2 separate regions of the Sus scrofa genome follow, and region 2 is linked to region 1. The links are chromatin contacts, called in public Hi-C maps. All regions are on one chromosome and are shown on one strand. The core of a region is the stretch at or near the end of the contact, and the rest is flanking DNA. Distances in the headings are between cores, read along the strand shown. Region 1 holds the start of CERK (ceramide kinase). Region 2 overlaps GRAMD4 (GRAM domain-containing protein 4).

Region 1 (3,925 bases), core at 305-2,804:
CTGGACCAGGCCAGCCGCCTGCATTCCTCGTCCTTCCCGTCTGCTCTCCTCCAAGCCGCCAGGTTAAGATGGATAGAGCCCTCCAGGGGTCCCCATCTCAGTCCCCCTAGGCAAACAGCTCCGGCCTCCAGGCCTCCCGCCAGTCTCAGGCCTTGGCATCTGCTGTCCTCCTGCCTAGGCCATCTCCCAGCAGCAACACAGGACTCTCCAAGGCTCTGGCTCAGTGAGGACTCCTGGGATCCCCTGTGTCGTGGAGACCTAACCCCACCCTACAGGGCTCTCTCAGACCTGCAGGCCTGTCTCTCCTGCTAATGGAAAGTGCTCCACTGTGGCAAGGACTTTGCCCTGTGTGCGGCCTCCAAGGCAAGGAACCGCTGTACCCTCTGAGACAGGCGCCACAAAAACTTGCAAAGACCAATGAATGAGAGGGAACACACCCAGGCTCTCCCAGCCATGTCGCCTCCCCGCTTCTCACTGTCCAAACAGCCTTCTGTAAGCCTCCTCCAGCCCAGTGTCAAATGACCTCCCCTTGATAAGCCTCTGCCCATCCCTCTGCCACCAGACGGCTTGGCCCCCTTTGGGGGCATTGTGCCCTCTTGATTTAAATTACACTTCTCCAAATCGGTGGGCCGCTGCAGGTCACGTGTACCAGCCTGTCGCAGCAAAATTAACACCCCCCCCAGCCCATCCCACCCCGAAGGTCACAAGCTCTTCTTTCACTTTAAAACAGGAATTCCCGACCCGCCTCTGGATCCACGCTAACGAAAAGCACCCGTCCTCCGGGTAAACTGAAACCGAGGTGGCGGCGGGGCGGGGGGGGGGGGGGCGCCGGCACCCCCTGGGGATCGTCCGTAGTCAATCCCGCTGTCCCTGTGGATGGGGCCCGGCAGACACTTGCGGGCGGGTCGCAGAGATGCGGCCCGGTTCCGGCGACACCTCCCGGGGTTCCGGCGACACCTCCCGGGCCGCAGACCTCCCCCGGCGGGCACGACCCCGCGCCTCCGCCTCCGGGGTCGCCTCCCTGCGGGGCCCGCAGGTGCCCCCGCTCCCGCCCTCCCCGCGAGCACCTCCGGGCTCGCTCTTCGTCATCCGGGTCCCGAAGGGCGCGTACACACCCTCGGCGCCCAGGACTCCTTCCTGCCAGCTGCTGCCCAGACCCCCGCCCCCGTCTCCAGGCCTCTCCCGTCCCGGGGCCCCCGCCCCTCCCTCCCCGGCCCCCCGGGTCTCGCCCGCGGGCGGGCGGCGACACTCACCCGCGCCGGGGTCGCCGGCTCCGGGCCCCGGGCTCCGCCACCAGCGCAGCAGCGCCCGCGCGGGGTCGAGGCTCACGGCGCAGCGCTGCTGCTTCACCCACAGCACGGAGCGCAGCGGCTCCGCCGCCCCCATCGCGCCCAGCGCCCGCAGCGCCGCCTGGTCGGCCGGGCCGGGGGCGCGGGGCGGCGCGCGGACACCGAGGGGCGCGGGACCGTTAGCGGCCCCTGGAGCCCGGCCGGGTCGCGGCGGCGGCGGCGGCGGCGGCGGGGCGGGCGGGGCGCGCGGGCGGGCGGCGCTGCGTCACCCCGTACGCAGAGCGGCCGCGGGGACCGAGGAGGGGCCACGGGGGACCGGGCGGGGGACGGGAAGGGGGCGGCGGGGGAGCTCGGGGTCCGAGAGGGGGCTGGGCCGGGCCGAGGAAGGGCCCGGCGGCGGGGGGGGGGGCGGGGCTGTGGGACGAGGAGGGGGGGCGAGGAGGGGCCGGGGTGGGGGAGGGAGGGGGAGGGGGCAGAGAAAGGGGCGGGAGGAGGGACAGTCCCATCGATCAAAGAGGGGGCTGGGCTGAGGTCGGGCCACGCGGACCCCGCGCGCGCGCCCAACGCATCGGAGCCAACCAGGAGGGGGCAGCTTCCTTTTGCAGCCGATCTTAGGGTCCTGGCTGCAGTAGCTGGGGGCGTGGGGTTCAGGAACCCCCAGGGCGGGTCGTTGTGACGGGCTGCGTCCCCTGGTGGTGCAGAAATGCTGTCCGGAGGCCACCGGCCTTGGGTGGGCCTGGTTTTCCGGTGGGCCAGTCCTTATGCAGCCGTCATGGTCACCTACGGAAAGCGTGGGCCTTGTGGAACCCCGCATGGAACGGGGCGGAACCACGTCCTCTGCCCATAGGCCCATTCTCGTGGCGGCGCAGGGGAGCAGGAATCCAGCTGTTCCACGCTCCTGAGAGGGGCAGTTGCAGGCCCTGAGGCTTCCGCAGCAAGGGATGAAGCCAGCATTTGGACCAGGCAGCGTGGGTCAAAGGGCCCTGGTGCCTGCACACCTGGGCTGGGGACGGATTCGCCCTGAGGAGGCAGGATCTGGTCACAGGGAGCTGAGGCAGAGGTCAGAGGCCTGCCAGGGGCCAGCCATCCTTTACCGCCTGCAGAAGTTGGGCTGGGGGCTGCTGAGAGCAGCTGGGCGTCTCCCAGCCCCAGGTTCTCCTGGCCAGCCCGCCTGCGAGCCGAGCCGAGGATGCTGAGCGTAAGCTGGCAGGGAACCCTGCCTCCTCCTGGCTGGAGGAGGAGGTCTGCTCTTAGGGGACTGGGAGGTGGGGGGCGGCAGGCAGCTGAGCCCTCCCCTCCCCTCTTGGGCAGGCCCAGGGAGAGGGGGCTGCGGTTCTGAGTGCTTTGCCAAGAGCCAACAGCCTGGTGCCCCCAAATTCTCTTCCTCATCCCCCAGCTCCGCTCCACTGTCCCCTCTCCATAGGGGATGGGGCCTTCCCATCCAGCCAAATGGAGCGCCCCAGCCGGGGGGCTCAGCCCTGCTGTCCACCCCTCAGCCCCACAGGGCCTTAGACCTGCTTCTCCCTGAGGCCTCCATCCTGAAATCAGGTGGGCGTGCAGTCAGCGGTCCGTGTTTCTTCCCTGAGCACACCTGTCCCACAGTCATCATTCAGAAGCTGCCATTCAGAGAAAAAGTCGCCTAGAGGCACAGGGCTCAGAAGCAACAGGGCCGGCTCCCCTGGCCCAAGCCACCTGTGCCCCCCCCCCCGCCACTCCCTCCCCAGCCCTGCTTTTCCTGGGCTCCTCCTGCAGGAGTTTTCCCTGCAGACGGCAGAAGGGCAGGCCCGCGACCTTGCTGCCTGTGTCTGGCAGCTGCCTGTGCCTGGCACTGGGCAGCCACACGTACAGGTCTTATCCTGCCAGCTCCCTGTGTGATTCACTCCTCTCCCAGAGCCCAGCCCCTGTCCAGCCCGGGTACAGGGAGCAGGGAGTGAGGATAGGGCAGAAGGCGAGGTGTGAGTTCTAGCCCCTCCCTTGGGTAAGCCGTACCTGTTCTCCCAGCCCAGTAGGACTTACGGCAGCAAGGCCTGCCCTGCTCCCCTCCCATGGCTGCTGCTCTGAGAGGCCCCAAGAATGTGGATATGAAATTTCTTTGGCAATCTTGCACCAGCAGCAGGCGGGGGCTGGTCCCACACTGCCGCACGTCAAGAGGGATGGCAGGAGGAGGGGGTGGCCAGGAGCTCACCCTACAGGTGGCATCAGCCCTAAGGGACCCCCAGCCCCCTTTACTCAGTCCACGGGCCAGGCCGAGGGCTCCTGGTGGCTCTTGTGGACTGAATTGCGTCCTAAAATTCATGCATCGAGGTCCTAACCCCAACAGCTCAGACTGCAGCTCATTGACTGTGTTTGGAGGCAGAGTCTTTACAAAGGTGATCAAGATTGGAGTTCCCATTGTGGCTCAGTGGGTTAAGAACCCACCTAGTATTCATGAGGATGTGGGTTCCATCCCTGGCCTCCCTCAGTAGGTTAGGGATCCAGCGTTGCCCTGTGCTGTGGTGTAGGTCACAGATGAGGCTCCAGTCTAGGGTTGCAGTGGCTGTGGTGTAGGCCAGAAGCTGCAGCTCTGATTTGACCCCTAGCCTGGGGACTTCCACATGCTCTAGGGGCGGCCCTAAAAAGACAAAGTGAGGTCTTGT
Region 2 (3,570 bases), core at 324-2,823, 120 kb before region 1:
AAAGAGAGAGAGAGAAAAATAGCAGGGCTGGGGTCGGAACTCGGGTTGGTTGGCTCCCCAGGCTGTGCTCTTCTTCTCACTGGCTCTCTGATAATCAGGTAGTTTTCTGGGGGTTTGTGAACGATATATAGGAAGTAAATTTTGCTGTGGTGAGAAATCCCTTTGCCATCAAACAGGCACGGACGGCCAGAGTGTCTCCTGCCGGGGCCTGGTGCCGTGATTGATTTTCGTCGCGCCCGGAGGTTGGGCGGTTAAGGCTCCATCTCACCGACGAGGAAGCCCCGGCACAGAGAAGTTCAGTCGCTTCCCGGCGGCCACGGCTGGTTCGGATTGTGATTCTGTTTAAGCCCATGATTCAAGTCCGCTGTGGCTACAGCAGCAGACAGGAAGGGCTGGCCTCGCAAAAAAAAAAAAAAAAAAATCGACACTAGCAATGGAAATCACTCAGTGTTGTGTCAGACGTGCTATGTGGTGTCCACGCGTTGTCACACGTGGCCCTTGTGACCGTCGCTTTAGGCAGTTTGAACCCCGTGGCCTTTCTGTGCAGGTGCCGTGTGCAGGGGGTTCACGCTTGCTCTGTTGCTCTGTGCTCTTGGGGGAGATGGCTAACTTCTCTGGGCCTCGGTTTGGTCACCAGGTGTGGGATATGGGAGCCAGAGGCCCTCGAGCTGGCCCTGGCTGGAGCTGGCTGCGTCGGCACCGCCTCCAGCAGGAAGGCCCTGGGTGCGGAGGCCCGGCCGTCGCAGGCCCCCGCCCCCCAGGAGAGTCGTGTAGGAGGCCTTGGTGGCCTGGGAGTGAGGGCTCGGGCTCTCCTCGGAGCTCAGATCATGCCCGGGCAGGGAGACACCTGACACCGCCTTGGCCTCACGGCCTTGCTCAGGGCACTGGTGCATTGGGGGCCTAGGGCCAGAGAAGGGTGGCCCCGCCCAGAACCACCTGCCACCAAACCCAGTTAAGGTGTGGCGGAAGGACCACGTGCCAGGCCATCGAGGGCCGCAGTGGTCTGGACCCTGGGAAAACGAAGCACGGCTGCCTCTGGCCCTTCCCTGTGGCAGGTACTTGGCACAAGGAGGCAGGAGCCCCTCCTGAGCCCTCCAGCCTGGAGTGTAGTGTGGGGCACCCCTGGCCCCAGCCCTTGCCCCGAGGTACCCCTCCGCCCCTGCCCCTTCTGCAGGCGGTTCCGGGGATGGGGCCCCCGATGTCTGGCACATCTCTGCTCCACCCCTCTTGCCACGGAGGCCTCCCCTGAGCAGCCCGTTTATAGACCCCCCCACCAGCTGCCCCGCCCTCTGCAGCAGTCCCTGCCCTCCCTGGAGGCAGGGCTCTCTCCTGTCGTGTCTTGTCCCCGGCAGCCCAGAGCAGGAACGAATGGACACGTGCTCCTGGAGGGCTCGGCCCTGCTCTGCCACCCCCGGGCCACTCTGCAGCCTGGCCTCCAGGGACCAGCAGCTTCAGTCCTGGGGGCCTGGCTTGGGGGAGCCCACCTGCAGCTAGGGGTGCCAGGCTCCTGGAGGGCAGGGGCCTGGGCAGCGGGGGGTGTGTGTTCGCCTGAACGTCTTTATCAGGGGGCAGCTCGCCGACCATGTGATCTGCCCTTGAGAGCGCCATTCACGGACTTGCGGCAGACCCACGAAACTGTGCAGCCCTCACCGCGACCTAATTTTAGAACATTTTCGTCACCCCCTTTAGCGATCACTCATTCCCGCTTCCCTCTCGCCCCTGGCAGCCGCTAATCTGCTTTCTGTCTCCGCGGATTTGCCGGCCCTGGACGCGTCATATCAGGGTCGTCCGCCGCGTGCCCGTTGCCTCTGCTTCCCTTCACTTCGCGGAATGCGTTTCGGGCCGTGCGGTAGCGCGTGGTGACAGAACCGGGCTTGGCGCCGCATCTGGAGCGAGGTCCCTCCTCCCCTGTGCCAGGGGCCCTGGCCGGCCTGTCTCGCCGTCGTGCTGAGCTCGCCGGGCCTCACCGGGCACGTGGGGTCAGAGTTCACAGAGCCTCTGCTGCAGCCGCGCCGGCTGACAGCTCTGCGCATTCCCACGCCGCAGGCGCCGCCACCCAGTTCGCGTAGCTCATTGTCAGCGGCCTTTGGCCCACTTGCCATTTATGTGAGCTGCACTCAAGTCACCTCCTCCAGGAAGCCTTCCTGGCCTTCCACACCCCTAGGGTCAAAGCCCTTGTGCCTGCCATCCTGTGTGTGGTCCTCTGTTTACACCCCTGCCTGGTCTCCCTGGAGACGGTGTCTGGGAGGGGTGGTGGGGCGGGGGCCTGCGTGTGGCATGTCTGCGGGCTCTCTCACTGACCACCCCACTCTTTCTCTTCCTCATTAGCCTTCTGTTATGATGGGACCACTTGACTTTGGAACTCTATTGTCTGTGTCCTCCCGAGCCCTCAGGGGCAGGCCTGGGTCTGGCTGTGGTTTGTCCTGGATATTCAGGCCGAGCTGCTGCCGTACCAGCCTCCCCCCCGCCACCCCATGCCCTGCACTGGGTGGCATCATGGATTTTTGTTCTTCTTTTGTTTTCTTTTTTTTTATCTTCTGTTTTTTTAGGGTTGCACCTGTGCCATATGGAAGTCCCCAGGCTAGGGCTCTAGTCGGAGCTGTAGCTGCTGGCCTACACCACAGCTCACGGCAGTGCTGTGTCCTCAACCCCCTGGGCGAGGCCAGGGGTCGAACTCGCACCCTCATGGTTCCTAGTCGGATTCGTTTCTGCTGCATCATGATAAGAACTCTGTTTTCTTCTTCTTTTTTTTAATGATAGACTATATTTTTAGGACAGTTTTAGGTTTGCAGAAACATTACAAAGATAACAGAATTCCCATACATCTGCTCCCCCCCGAGTTTCTCGCATGCCCCTTTTTGTAGGGCCACACCTGCGGAGGTTCCCAGGCTGGGGAGGTCGAATCAGAGCTGTAGTCACCAGTCTGAGCCACAGCCGCAGCAGCGCAGGATCTGAGCTGCGCCCGCGACTCACACCGCAGCTCACGGCCAGGCCGGATCCTCAACCCGCTGGGCGAGGCCAGGGGTCGCATCTGCGTCCTCGGGGCTGCTAGTCAGATTCGCCAAGCGCTGAGCCACGGCGGGCGCTCCGCCGCGGGCGCATTCGTAACCGAAGTGTGCCGTTTATTTGAACGTCCTTAGCTTTACCTGCTGTCCTTTCTTCCCGGGACCCTTCCCAGGACACCCGACGCCGTGTAGCTGTCACGTCTCCCCAGGCTCCGCTGGGCCGGGACGGTTTCTCGGGATTTTCTCATCTTGGATACTTGCTAGTGTCAAGGAGGGTTGGGCTGGGTTCGCTGTGGATTCCTCTCCGCCACTGGAATGGGGTGTTTCTCGTGGGGTCAGGCTGGAGTCCTGGGTCGGGGAGGCACCCCATCCCCTCCCGTCAGGGCTCGTGTCCTCAAGGGGACCCATCACCGTGCTGGTGGCCTGGCGCAGGCCTCGCTCTTCCCCGTGTCCACCCCGTCCTCCTTGGAAGGAAGCGTGACGTGCAGCCTGGCGCGAGGGGCCCCGGGGCGGCGTGTCTGCGCCGTGACTTGGAATCCTCTGAGTGGGAGACGGCCTCTTCTCC

What was found. A called contact is a pair of places that touch in the nucleus more often than the background predicts.
Region 2: a Hi-C map of fetal heart ventricle shows a contact between it and region 1, with 4 times the contacts expected there. The contact joins the enhancer-like site here to the promoter of CERK in region 1. A contact is called at or near these places in 1 of 5 promoter capture datasets (liver), 10 of 47 Hi-C or Micro-C datasets (embryonic fibroblasts, fetal heart ventricle, heart right ventricle and 5 more) and 2 of 2 datasets of contacts at active chromatin or transcription factors (alveolar macrophages and skeletal muscle).

What each region holds. Positions count from the first base shown.
Region 1 is chr5:2,816,367-2,820,291 of Sscrofa11.1, reverse strand. It overlaps CERK (ceramide kinase), which reads right to left and starts at 1,554. Exons shown (of 14, transcript XM_021093094.1): 1 at 1,254-1,554. The coding sequence starts at 1,554.
Region 2 is chr5:2,939,619-2,943,188 of Sscrofa11.1, reverse strand. The region is part of intron 1 of GRAMD4 (GRAM domain-containing protein 4); the gene reads left to right. Among named protein-coding and RNA genes, the nearest start is that of GRAMD4, 6.4 kb to the left of the region's middle. Within about 2 kb of position 1,573, at least 7 of the 83 cell types and tissues checked have an H3K27ac peak or open chromatin away from gene starts, as enhancers often do.